3 separate regions of the Mus musculus genome follow, and regions 1 and 2 are each linked to region 3. A link is a contact called in public HiChIP or PLAC-seq and promoter capture Hi-C data. All regions are on one chromosome and are shown on one strand. Each heading gives the region's core, a stretch centred on a gene start, on an enhancer-like site or on the middle of the called end of the contact. The rest is flanking DNA. Distances are from core to core; before and after follow the strand shown. Region 1 holds the start of Aasdh (aminoadipate-semialdehyde dehydrogenase). Region 2 holds the start of Cep135 (centrosomal protein 135). Region 3 holds the start of Kit (KIT proto-oncogene receptor tyrosine kinase).

Region 1 (4,464 bases), core at 1,813-4,312, 1.3 Mb after region 3:
ACTAGGTATTGGGGATATTGCATACTCAAAGATCAACTACCTTGGATTCTCCTGAAAGCAGGCTTACTGCCTACCTGTGTCCACCCAATGTCCTTGTGGCTGTCACCTGAAGCATCTGTGAGGATAAGCACCTTAGCTCCCACCACGCCCAGAGCTACAAACATCATCTGATCCCACCCCAAACCTATAAGAAAACTTCCCTTGATTTGCTGGAATCCACCTAATTCTCACCAATGTATTTGAAAAGCCTTGATATTTTACTGTCCTTTGTCTTTCAACTGTACAAGTTCATAGACCTGCTTCTACCTTGGGATATGATTTTTAGGGTAACCTAAATCTGTGGTCCTGAAACCTGATCACTCATATTTGGCTCAGAATAAATGATCTCCTATTGTACCTTTGGTAACAGCAGTACGTTGTGTCACTAAAACAAACAAAATCTGTAGCATAGATATATAACTGAAGCTCTAAACTTACAAAATACCTGTGGCAACTTTGCTGAAAGCAATGACATTAAAAAAAAGCAATTTGACAACAGTCAATGAACACTGGATCACACTTAAATATGTGGGAAGGATGTGACATTCACATAAAAGAAAAAAAAAAAGAACCCCCCCCCAAAAAAAACAAAACAAAACAAAACAGGCATGATGGAGCACACCTTTAATCCCAGCAGAGGCAGGTGGACCTCTGTAAGACCAACCTGGTCTATATAAAGAGTACCTGAACAGCCAGGGTTACACACAGAGATTCTGTCTCAAAAAAACTGCAAACAAAAAAACCACTAGGGATCAATGCTAACAAAAATATGGTAACTCCTAGTTTCCTTGAAGGCAAAGGAGACTTTCCTCTGAATCCTATTAACATATATCAGAGAAAAATAAGATTTATCAAGTGTCATATTATTCCAATTCTTTACCTGTTCATACTTAAGCGGTTTACTTACTGATTCAGAATAGAATTACTCTTCAATTTGTCATTTAATTACTATCCAACTGAGTTAAAGAAAAGGCCTTCTTAAACCCATAAAGTCAAAAAAGGATACAAAAAAACTGAAATGTGATTCCTAACTATTAAATTTTAAAGAACAAGACTATTTTGATACTTAGGGTATTTTTAAACAAATATTTCCATAAATCTAACTTTTATGTACACAAAAGATGATTTTCCACAAATGGCCATTAAACAAATCATATGATCTACATATAGTATGTTCTACAGGATATAGGGGATGAGTTTATTTTGGGATATAAGTGTAGCCAGGCGTGGTGGCACACACCTTTAGTCCCAGCACTCGGGAGGCAGAGGCAGACAGATTTCTGAGTTCGAGGCTAGCCTGGTCTGGTCTACAAAGTGAGTTCCAGGACAGCCAGGGCTACACAGAGAAACCTGTCTCAAAAAAAAAAAAGGGGCTGGTGAGATGGCTCAGTGGGTAAGAGCACCCGACTGCTCTTCCGAAGGTCCGGAGTTCAAATCCCAGCAACCACATGGTGGCTCACAACCATCTGTAACAAGATCTGATGCCCTCTTCTGGAGTGTCTGAAGACAACTACAGTGTACTTACATCTAATAAATAAATAAATCTTTAAAAAAAAAAAAAAAAAAAAAAAGAGAAGAAAAGAAAAAGAAAGAAAGAAAAAGAAAAAAAAAAGGCTATTGCAGTAGAGTATCTCCTGCTATTTTTGCCTACAGAAGACCACAGAATACCCAAATAAATTTTGTTAAGCGCCCAATTTTCCACATTAATGTATTATACATATTTTTACAAAAATCTAGTTTGAACCTGGGGATGTACCTCAGGAGTTAAACCGTCCTTGTTCTTTCAGAAGACACAGATTCCATACCAGCACCCAACTGGGGAGCTCAATACAGTCCATAGTTCCAGTTCTGGCTGATCCCACAGCCTTTGAAGACACCAGGCACGAACATGGTGCACTTACATACATGCAGGTAAAACACTGCTATACCTAAAATTAAAAAAAAAAAAAAAAGTCTGTTTAAAAGCTGCCTTTTCTCTAAAAAGCAAGCACGTGTAACTGCTATTTTCTCACAAGAAAATATAATCTACTAACATAATTCACAGCAGTAGAATAACAAGACTATAACTTAGGTTTTTTTTGTTTGTTTTGTTTTTTCGAGACAGGGTTTCTCTGTAGCCCTTGCTGTCCTGGAACTCACTTTGTAGATCAGGCTGGCCTCGAACTCAGAAATCTGCTTGCCTCTGCCTCCTGAGTGCTGGGATCAAAGGCGTGCGCCAACACGCCCGGCTATAACTTAGTTCTTAAAATGTCATTTTTATAACTAGCTACAAAACTCACCACACAAAATCTATAATTAAGGAGTTTTTCTACTTTGAATTTAAAAGCTCCCAGTGGCAAAATTCAGTCTTGTCCAGATATTCATGTCAGCCATTGAATTTTATGTCTCTGTCCCTGTCTTTGTCCCCCTCCCCTCCCTTCAGACTGACTTGGGCCATCGAGATGGGTCAGTGGAGAAACTAACTTGCCATCACACCAGAAAACCTAAGTGTGATCACGGGACTCACATAATGGAAGGAGAGAACCCACTTCCGAAAGGTCCTTTTTGTTTCTTCACCATGCTGCACGCGCACACACGCACAATTTTAAATTAAAAAAAAAAAAAAGAAAAGGAAAGAAAAACAAGTGAGCCATGAAAAGGGATGACCTAGCAAGCAAATTTCGTGTTATAGCCTTAAGATTAGCAGCTCGGTAATGTACAACTGTAAATAAAGCCATTTAATCACCAACAGATCCTGATCTTAAGGGTTCTCCCTATACTGGGCATTATATATATAGGTAAATTATCCGTCTGCATCTTATACTTCTCACGCAGCCACCTTAATTACAATCACAAAAGCCTCTCGTTGGCTCTCGGAACCACGCTAAGAGGTGGCGCAGCAGGTGACCGAGGTGACCCACACAGCCGCTCCAAGCTGGGGTCCGGCAGCTCACAAAGTCTCCCCGGGTCGCCCGCGCTCTCCCGCCCCACCTTCTCACGACAGCGCGTGGCGTGCACTTCCTAGCCCAGCCGCAGACGCTCAGCAGCCGTAAAACGGACCTCTGCGTCATCTTCGGGCGCCCGTGACGTCACTCCAGCGTCGGGGGGCGGGCTCTCGCCTACGGGGCTCCGCCCAGACGTGGCGCACAGGTCTCCGCCGCGTTTGGCCCAACGGGTTTGGTCCGTGCGGATTCAGCCCTGCCGCTGAAGGTGACGCTTCAGGCAACATGCCTGTGCGTCTGCGTGAATTTGAGTGTTCCGTGTGCCTGCAGGGGCCGATGATTCCCTGGAGCATAGTCCCAGGTGGTTGTGAGCCACCACATGGGTGCTGGAGACCTAGAAGGGACCTCTGGATGGCCAGTGAGCTTCCTTGACAGCAGAGCCATATCTCCGAGACCCGGAGTCTCCTCGTTCCTTAAAGTGCGGGTAGAAATATCCCAAAGGCTGAAGTGAAGTAATCACCGCCTAATTGGCGAGTAAATTTGGCTTATCCCCTCCACACCTTCTGGGAACATACTCAAGATTGGTTGCGACCGTCATGGCAGCGGTGAAGTATGCCAGGGAAGCCCCCTGTCAGAATGAAACTCCTAACTGGCGTTTGCAGCTATTTACAACACTTCCCTATGAGGAAACCCAGGCCTGTCTGAGGTCAACAGCAGTCCCTAAAGCCACTGTATGCCTGGATGTGTGTTTTTCCGATGGCACAATTATTACAATAAATGGGAAGGGTCACCACTGTGGTGAGTTACTGTGCCCTCGCAGAGAGGAAAGATGGGATTTTTGTCTTGGTTCCTGTTGGGGGGAGAGGTGGAAGTGGCTAAGCACTATCTACATACAGTGCCTTAAAAAACAAAGGAGTGTGTCCTTATCTGCTGGAAAACAGAAGCTTGTAAGGGTCCATGAAGAATGACACCCTGGACTCAAATAGTATGTAAACACAAAGTGTGTTTTATTCTGTAGCTCAGCATGGTGGGGTCGTCCCCATTACAAAGACACAGAGTAAAAGCAAATGAGCTCGCAGGCTCCATTGAAAGCACATTGGAATTCCAGGGTAGGAGAGCTTTATCTTACTTATCTCTAGGCATTGTTACTGGGAAGTCTAGAAATCTTTGTAGAGGAAGTCTGGAAACTGTTGCTGACCCATTGTCCTTACCTCAGGCTAGGTGGCCAGGCAGTCTCAGATATCAGGGCAGTTCTGACTAACTGCCTGAAGCCTTTTTTTTTCTTCTTCTTCTAGTAACTGATTTGCCTGACCTTAGGCCTAGTCTCCTAAACTGCTAATTTGAAGCCTGTCATGGAATCAGATCTGCCTTCTCATCTGTCCCTCCAAACAGTGCAGGAAATACCTGTTTGAAAACCACATTTTCCTGTGTACTATGGGCCTCGCCAAACACCTTTTTAAGTGTTGTATTTGTTCTCTTAGCTTTCTATTGCTGTGATAAAACA
Region 2 (4,795 bases), core at 1,107-3,606, 1.0 Mb after region 3:
TTTAAGACCCTCACCCTAACTGCCTGGAAGCCAGTATTCTGCTAGCAGTCTTCAGATGAAGATGTAGACCACTCAGCAACTCCTGTACCATGCCTGTCTGGATGCTGCCATGTTCCCACCTTGATGTTCCCACCTTGATGATAATGGACAGAACTTCTAAAACTATAAGCCAGCTCCAATTAAATGTTGTCCTTATAAGAGTTGCCTTGGTCATGGTCTCTGTTCATAGCAGTAAAACCCTAACTAAGACAATACCCATCATGTCAGGGAGTGTTTCAGCAGGCAGGCAGTCAGGCAGGGGTGGTACTGGATTAGCAGCTGAGAGCTTTTTTTTGTTGTTGTTGTTGTTGTTTTCAAGACAGGGTTTCTCTGTGTAGCCCTGGCTGTCCTGGAACTCACTTTGTAGACCAGGCTGGCCTCGAGCTCAGAAATCTGCCAGCCTCTGCCTCCCGAATGCTGGGATTAAAGGTATGTGCCACTACCACCTGGCGAGAGCTCACATCTTGATCTACAAGCTCCAAAAAGATAGAGCTAACTGGGAATGGCATGGGTTTTGAAACCTCAAAACCTGCCTCTGTTATAGGTCTGAGGTGGTTCGGAGATTCGCCAGTCTGACCATTAGTAAGTTTTAACAAAGAAGCTACTTTCATATACAGACACCAGTTCAACACCCAGATTGGGAACTCCTGAGTGCAGCACAGCCCCCAGCCACCTCAGTGGGGGACTTACACAGGCAAAGAGCACAAAGTCATCTCATGTAAAACAAGCTTTTGTTTACGAAGCAGAAACAGTAGTTTTGTTAAAGTTGTGCAAAACCAGGCAATTTTAAAATCTAACCCATTGGAAGTCCATTTTTGGTTTCTGCTTCTCTCAAGCAGTTTTAAAGTGAGCCATCAATATAATGTTAGCCATCACATCCCCAGTGACACACTTTTCCCAACAAGGTCACACCTCCTAATCCTTCCCAGACAGTTCCACCAACTAGGGGTCATGCTATTCAAGTATATGAGGCTATAGGGGCCAATCTCCTTCAGACCACCACATTTCAGATCTAAACTACAGCATCAGTTTTCAGTGAAAGCAACTCTTTTACCTTTACATCTGGCTTTCTTCCTCCTTACAATCAGGACCCCACCAGCCTCTAGGCAAACCTCATTCTAAGTGTTTCAGGAACTCCTGTTGGTGCTGATATTAAGTCTACAAAGCTCACTTTCTGTGGTGAGGGCATCTGTTTTCCTCCATGCCTCCACAGCCATGCAATTTGCTTAAAGCGCTAGGACTTGGGTGGGAAGCAGCAGCATTCTGCATTCTCATCTTTCAAGTTTTGTGTGCCAGGATCCCTGACCTTAGGCCTCGGAGGTCAGCAGTGACCCTGACTCTGGGTTATCAATGCCACTTGGAACAAAGGCTAACTGTAGCTTTCAATCCCATGTACCCCGTTGTATTTCTTCACTGAGTTTTGTTCTAACATTTAGTTGGTGTGTGTTTGGGGTAAGGGGGGCCACCAATGTTATCTATCTTCACTAGATGGCTATGCACAGCCAATTTCTGATATTTATGACTTTTTTTAAAAAAGATATTTGTCTTTACATAAACATATGCTTACTTGTATATGTGCAAGATGGTATAAAAATCTCTACAGGATTCATTAGCTCCTTAAAACTTCCAATTAAAAACGGACAAAGCACACAAAATGGAGACTGAGACGTGAAAACAAAGAATGAATCGGCACAGAGCAATTCACATCCCAACATACAGTTCCGTGCTGAGCAGTGGACAAAGTACATAGTCAGAGGAAAGGCCGGCTTGGTAAGGAATATAAGCAGAAACAAACAACAAAAGAAAACAAAACACGCACAAACAAAAACTCAACTCTTAACCATCTAGAAAGTTTTTAGGAGAGTGGTGGACTCTGGGGATTTGACCATGATCTTTGTAACCATGAGCAAGCTATTGTAAGCAATTCATTTCAATTTAACATTTACAAATACTGTGACAGATGCTAGAGAAATACAGTTGAATAAAAGAATATCTGATTCAAGGAGCCCACAATTGGAAGCAGCAGGGAGAAACGTAAACAAGTAGGTTTTGATGGTCGGATTCTATTCTGGGGGTTTACATGGGTACGGGGCAATAACTGTTATCAAGTGGTAGCCAGGAGAAGCTGCAAGGACAGTGACATCCAGGGGGAAGACAGGGCGATCAGCAGAAATTCACCTGTGAAAGGTCATTGGGGGTTAGCTGATGGTTACCGCCAGCGGCCAGTTGGCAAGGTCCTCGGGCACCGCAGAGGTTCGGGCTCCCCGCCAGGGGGCGCCGTAGCCCCGGCATCGGCCGGCCGTTACGTTTCCGGGCACCGAGGGCCGAAAGCCGCCATCTCCGGGCGGCCGGCGCGCGCGCCGCCACTGTGGGCCGCTCCGGTCCGTTACCGGGGCAACGGCGGCGCTCCCTCCTTGTGGGCCGCGACCGTCTCTCTCCGCGCCATTTTCAAACCGCGCTCGTGCCGGAGCCATTGGCCGCAGCAGGACGAGCCAGCGGGGACAGCGGGTCCGGAGGGCGATGTACCTCGGGACGGAGCGGCGGTGAGGCGCACCCGGGGGAGGCCGCGGGGGCTGGGCCGGGTCGCGGGGCCTCCGGGGCGGTCCCCACCCCCACCCCCGAGCGAGGGCGGGAGCCCGGGCGCTGCCGGGAGGAAGTGCGGGAGGGCGGCGCGGGGACCGTCCCACAGTCCGTCGGTCCGTCCGTCCGTCCGTGCGGCCCGGGGCCGACCCGAGGAGAACTGCCGTTCCACCCTCCGGCCTGAGCCGGGGAAGGACTGCTTGGCCGCTCCGGCCCGTGCCCTTTGCGGTGCCCGCACTCTGGTGTTGGTTTTTTTAAACGCTACTGTATCCGCAGGTTGCATATTTCTGAGAAAGTAAGAGGTGCCCGCTTTGAGACAACAACGCCCCAGGGTTTAGTGGACAGCTAGTTGTAACTGCGGAACCTACCCTTTTCGGCTGTTTTGATTTAAAGCTTGTGATCTGGAATATAGGGGAAACCCTAATATGTACATATCACCCCCCAGCCTGGAGGACTTTACTTATTATGGCCCATGGTCTTTTGATTCGTATTCTCATTCTGCCTTCATGAAGGATGGAGAAAGATGGTTTCCTGGTACCCGGAGTTGGCAGCTGTCAAGGAGGGGGCATAGTTCTTGGAGTTTGCCCCGCTAATTTATCTTGTCAGATGTTTTTCTTGTGAGCACAGGAGTTTCTGTAAAACACCTCCGGCATCAATCAAGTCCTTTTGTGGAGGGACCTAGAAAGCCCTAGGGGAAGCCTCTAAAAGAAGATCCTAGATTTGTTAACGGGGATAACCAAGAAGAAACACTAATTTAGAAGTAGCCCTGTGGTTGGGGAAGCTATTTTCTTGGGACAGCCTTCTTGGCTTTATGCTTTAAATAGGAACGGTGACATTGGTACTCGATCCCACAATGGGTGTTTGGAGCATCAGGTTTTGCATGTATTCATTTATGTGCACTTATAATTTTTACTAGTGGTGAAGGACATAATTTTTATTTGATTTAGAAACATGAGTTCTATGACTACAATTTTTTGGCAAAGGTTAGAAATGGTCTCTGCATAACTCAATTTTAGGGCAGATTGGTAGAGATAATAAATAATCATAGGTGTTTGAGAAGACAAGTATAACAGCTGGAGGTATTGCCCAGTAAAGAGTGCTCTCCTACCATGTCATAGGCTCAGTGCTTAACCCTGGATACGGTAAACAAACAAGCATAGAAATAGACAAGCATAAAAATGTATACTGAGCTACTTACATGTGTGTTACTTAAAAAAAAAAAAAAAAGGAAGTAAGATTGGGCCTGGTGGTACACATCTGTAGTCCTAGCACTCAAAGGCACAGGCAGAAGAAAAAGATGGGGCTGTCTGGCCAATAATATGAGTTCTAGACCAGTCAGGATGGTATATTTCAAAATAATGAAAAGAACCAATATGGGAGTGAAATTTACACGGTGAAATGCACCTTCAGTGTGCCTTTAAGCACTTTCCATGAATGTCTGTGCCTGGGTAACTTACCCCAGGCAGTCCTCTATCACTTTGGGAAAAAAGATCTATCCTTTCCAGAGACTCTCCAGAGGCCCGTGAAACTGTTTCTAGCCCGCGTAGGATAGCTTGTTCATCCCCTTTCCAGCTCTGTACAGTTACAGGTGAAGCTGCTGGAGTCTCCCTGTGCATATTCCTGTCCGTTTTCTTTTGTAAAGCTGTAGGAATAGAATTATGGTGTTATCAGCTAGGACTGTGTTTCACTTAATAGGAAGCTGTTTGGCTCGTTCCACAGTGGTTTTCTACTCTCTGGGTGGTGTGTGGATTTCTTAAGCTGAGAGTCTTTGCATGTTACGCACCTTTTCATATATTTCCCTCAAGATGCCTTTTGCAAGGTGTCTTTTCAAATGTTTGTACAACTAAAGTTTAGTTTTAATACAATTTTCTAGATCAGTCAGGATGTTATAAGGCCTTTGTCTCAAGACAATGAAAAGAACCAATATGGGAGTGAAATTTACATGGTGAAATGCACAGACCAAATTATCCTTGGGGGGATAATTTGAGACCAGGTCTCACTATGTATCCCTGGGCCTCCGACTTACTGTGTACAGTGTACAGGCTTGTTTCTGCCTCCCAAATTCTGAGATTAGAGTCATGTGCCTCCTACGAGATCTTGCCCCAATTTTCTTATTGGATTGTTGTGTTACTAAGATCCAAGAGTTTATTTTCTATTCAGTATGTAAATATTTTCT
Region 3 (4,549 bases), core at 1,780-4,279:
GCAGTACAAAGCAGGCAGGGGGTCCTATTGAAAATAGCTAACAACCCTAAAAGCACAGGTCCTGGAGGCTCTCTGCTGTGCGCAGCGTTCAACCTGTAATTGCTGGCTCTAAGGAGATGTGAGGTGGGTGTCTCAGGAGTGGGTTGGAACACGGGGCCACTTAGGAATGTGCTTAGGGGGTGGCTTTTAAAAACAAATCAGTGCAATAAGATTTCAATATTCTACTAGCCAATATGGCCTGTGGAGTGTCCTGGCTCAACATGAGTTCTATTCTCAGATGTTATTGCCTCTTATCAGAACGGCTGTTTTCCCCATCACATGGTGAATTCCTACAGGCGGGGATCTTGTCTTATTAATTTGTGTGTAGGCCTTGGTGCCTACTGGCAAGTCCTGGGCATTCAATAATGTTTGTTGAGTGGTAAACGCTGATGACAATTTAGAACAGTATAATTCCCTACTCTGCTTTTATTTTTTTTCCGAACAGAAATTTCTTGCCTGGAATTAAATTGCAATATGGTTTCCTTTTCAACACACTTCTGGAGATGCTATCTTCTCCAATGTCAGTTGATTGAACAAGAAAAAATGTAATTTTTCCTCTCTCAGGCATAATGTTAATCTTTTAACTCATAGTCTCATAGTAGCTTTTTTTTTTTTCTTAACACAAGATGGATTTAGAAGTAAGTCAAGATCCTAGAAGTTTAGGAGTATTGAGTGCTATCACTTACGTCTGTCAACCCAAGAGGAAAGTGTAGCTCGATGCCCCTCTGCAACTGCATGACCAGAACTGGTTACAAGGATGCTGGGCAGGGCTCCCATCTCAGATCCCACGGATGGTGAGCACGGGGCCACATCTACTAACAGTGCCTCGCTCCTCCTTGCTGGCCTGAAGGTGCTCCAAAGTGCACTTTTTAAGGAAGGGACACATTAAGTGGTGTCAGGAGAGGCAGTTATATACCTGGGTCATTTGATCATTCTCTAGTACTGACACATTTTAAGTGAATAGTTTGGAAAATGAATTTTCTTAAGCCTGTCAATATCCGAAAGGATGGCTTCAATATTAAATGATGTCAGAAAGCTGGGAAGTGATATATTATTCTTGATGATACTCAATGAGGCCATGTGTATTTAAATTGTTATTTTCCCCAGTGATTATCTCCCTTTTATTTTTCCATTCTTAAAAATATTATTTGTATTATCTATCCATCCATCTATCTATTTATCTACTCATCCATCTATCCATCCATCCACCCACCTATCTACCTACCTTCCAATTTATTACATTTTTGTGGTGGTGTGTGTCTGCCCTAGTTTACACTTTTAAGCATTCTGTAGGGCTGTTTAATCCATTTGTCAGGATGCCAGTGAGACCACTCATTTGGACCGTCTAGGGCTCTTGCTACCAAGCTGGAAGGTGCCTGAGTCCCAGGACCTATACAGTGGAGAGAAAGAACACACTCTTCAAAGTTGTTCTCTGACACCCACATGAAGCACCTTCAATAAACAAATAATAAATAAGTAAACAAATTATAAAAAAATATGTGGGGAAACGATACCAGAAAAAATATTGGTTTGAGGTCTCACACTTAAACACTATTAAGTGTACAATCTTGGGACTTAAAGAACCCCCAAAACAAACGTTTATCTTCTCTACTTCATAACGTTAACTGTAGACCCGGATACTATAAAAACCCAGATTGTTACTGTCCACCCCCGGATAGCCACAGTGACTGTGAAATGTCCCTAGGTAGAAATTGTCTTAAGAGAATTACTTTAGGAGTTGGAGAGTTGGGTCAATTAGTTAAGAACAAGAAAGTTGGCGCATGACTTTAATCCCAGCACTTGGGAGGCAGAGGCAGGCGAATTTCTGAGTTCGAGGCAGCCTGGTCTACAAAGTGAGTTCCAGGACAGCCAGTAACCCTGTCTCGAAACAAACAAACAAACAAACAAAGAAACAAACAAAGAACAAGAGTAGTTGGGCTCCAGGCACCCACAAGATGATACACAAGCATCCGTAACTCTAGTTTCAGGAGATCTGACATCCTTCTGACCTCCCTGGGCACTAGTCACACACGTGGCACACACACATATTCATGTAAGTAAAACACTCATACACATTAAAAAAAAACTTTAAAAGGAAATTATTTTGCTTTTATCTTGCTCCTAAGGCAGACCACAGTCGGATCGAGTTGGGGAAAGGGGGACTCAGAGGGGATGGGGCGGGGGGGGGGTGTTGAGGGTGAGATTAAAAAAATAATTAACACAAGAGAAAAGGCACCCAAATGCAAATAGGTTTTAAAAACCGAGTTTCAAAGCTAACTCCTTCACAGGATGCCTCTGTAGTCCACTGGCCCAGTTTCCACAAGTCTCAGCAGGAGCTTGGCTGGGTGGAGGTCCACGCTGGCCAATAGAAATCAGCTGTATTCTTACAGGTTTCGCAGCAGGTGGAGAAACTGAGCATGAAAAATTACTTAAACGTGGGCTCGGTCTTTTACTGAGGTCAGGGGTGCCACGATCCGTCCTCCTCTACCAACAGGAACAGAAATAAATGTTGGGGACCCAGTTTCCTAATCCCTTCGCCCGGCAATCCCGACTAGTAACACCTCCACCATAAGCCGAATATATTCTCCCCGCTCCGGAGCTTGCTGGAGGGACCGGTGGTTGTCCTTTATTGTCTAGGGAGCACCTGCCAGGTGGCTGGCCCGTACCTAATGCGCTCGTGGCGCTGGGCTTCACAAAGCGCGGGCAGCACCTGCGTGGCCAGCCAGCCGCCTGGACTGAAGGACCACCGATGGAGGGAGAGTGCTAGGAGGAAGAGGATCCAGGGTGGAGGGCCTGTGGGGGCTCCTGGTCTTAGAGGGCACAGCGCCCCCGGGATCAGCTTATTGCAGCCCGAGAGCCCCGGGCACTAGGCAGCGGGAGGGAGTGCGACCCGGGCGGGAGAAGGGAGGGGCGTGGCCACGAGCTGGGAGGAGGGCTGGAGGAGGGGCTGTCGCGCGCCGCTAGTGGCTCTGGGGGCTCGGCTTTGCCGCGCTCGGTGCACTTGGGCGAGAGCTGTAGCAGAGAGAGGAGCTCAGAGTCTAGCGCAGCCACCGCGATGAGAGGCGCTCGCGGCGCCTGGGATCTGCTCTGCGTCCTGTTGGTCCTGCTCCGTGGCCAGACAGGTGGGAAAGAGCGGCAGACAAGAGGACTGCACCCTCTGTGGGCGCAGCCCGGGTCCGGGAGGGGTGCCACCTGGGTGCGTCCGGAGTGGTAGCTGTTGGCTTTTCCCATGCCTACCACCTCGAAGGTGGTAGGCGGCCGCGGGACTCTGGTGGCCCGCCTCGCTCACCTGAGCTGAGAGACCTCAGCCCGGGTGGTGGAGACCCGGGGCCGAGGGTCTTCTGGGAACCCAGGCAGCGAGCTGCAGGCTGCGGGCGAGTTTGGTGATGCTTTTGTGCCGACTGCGCGCGGGTGGCAGGGGCGGGCGGCCTCGGGCTTCGCACCGAGAGCGTCCTCTCTCCGAGCGAGGTGCGGCCACGGCTTCCTTTTTGTTAAAAGTTGCGCGTGGGTGACCGACGCCTGGGACAACCAGCCCACGGGTCCCGGACACACGCCGGGCAAAGTTGGAGAGCCTTTTCTTGCGGCCGCTGCTTCCCCACCTCGGGCGCTCTTTGTGCACAGTGCTGGGGACGCAACTGCAGCCGCTCTCATCGTGCGCGGCGCCACCCGAGGAGACGAATCTCGGGCTTGCTTGCCCCCACCCAACTCCGTTTTTTGCACGGGGAGCACGCGGCGTGAGGCTCTGGGGCGGGACCCCACGAGCCTGTAGGTGGCGGCTATGGGGACAACTTGAGCCGGGCGTGTGGCGAGCAGCCGCTAGGTTGCAGACTTTTTCCTTTTGTAAATCTCGTGCTAGGGGCTCGCCCCTCTCTGCAGCCGCACGGTGTTCGTTGCTGCCACGCGCCAGGGAGCTGCTGTAGCCTACGTTGGTCGCCAGCTTCTGGGAATCAGGGACTGCGTGCGGGGACGCAGCTGTTCTTGCCACCTCGTGCGCGCTGGACCAGGACCGAGTCAGTTCTCCCCAGCTTTGGAAACCTCTGGTTTCAGTGTATGCGACTTGTAATCGCAGGTGGCCGTTTTTTTTTTTTTTTTTTTTTTTTGGAGGGGAATCCCGAGATCCAGAAACCCTCTCCCACGTGATAGCCATACTCAGGGCTGCCTGGGGAGGCTAGGGGGTGGGGGAGAAGGGGTAAGCTTTCTGCAAATAGCATTTGTTTCTTCAAGCTGTTGGGAAAATCTTGTTACCTTTTGCAGGGTAACTTGGGTCTCAAGATCTTAAGGTTCCGGAGCTCCTCAGCCCTGCCCCTTTTTTTGCCAGGTGTCGCTGGTGCACTGCCCGTGCAGGTTGCCTGCTTAGTCCTGAAGCCCTGCTCCCTCCTAGGTCATTTTCAAAACAAAAACCAGAAACCCTTTTAGGTTACCTTGATGCTATAGGCTAGAGACAATCTGCACGCTGCAATAAGGCGTCAGATGGCCAGCATCTCTGTGACCTGTTTTGAGCCCACCGCTG

Evidence for each region. Promoter capture Hi-C pulls out the DNA fragments that hold promoters and counts their contacts. HiChIP or PLAC-seq counts read pairs in DNA pulled down with a chosen protein or histone mark.
Region 1: an H3K27ac HiChIP or PLAC-seq map of extraembryonic endoderm stem cells shows a contact between it and region 3, with 6 times the contacts expected there. The contact joins the promoter of Aasdh here to the promoter of Kit in region 3. A contact is called at or near these places in 2 of 115 datasets of contacts at active chromatin or transcription factors (extraembryonic endoderm stem cells and large pre-B cells).
Region 2: a promoter capture Hi-C map of hippocampal neurons shows a contact between it and region 3, with 4 times the contacts expected there. The contact joins the promoter of Cep135 here to the promoter of Kit in region 3. A contact is called at or near these places in 2 of 39 promoter capture datasets (hippocampal neurons and stem cell-derived epiblast-like cells).

What each region holds. Positions count from the first base shown.
Region 1 is chr5:76,902,414-76,906,877 of GRCm38.p6, forward strand. Aasdh (aminoadipate-semialdehyde dehydrogenase) reads right to left here and starts at 3,063. Exons shown (of 16, transcript NM_173765.4): 1 at 3,010-3,063; 2 at 1,796-1,967.
Region 2 is chr5:76,586,343-76,591,137 of GRCm38.p6, forward strand. It overlaps Cep135 (centrosomal protein 135), which reads left to right and starts at 2,357. Exons shown (of 26, transcript NM_199032.3): 1 at 2,357-2,582.
Region 3 is chr5:75,571,958-75,576,506 of GRCm38.p6, forward strand. It overlaps Kit (KIT proto-oncogene receptor tyrosine kinase), which reads left to right and starts at 3,030. Exons shown (of 21, transcript NM_001122733.1): 1 at 3,030-3,161. The coding sequence starts at 3,095.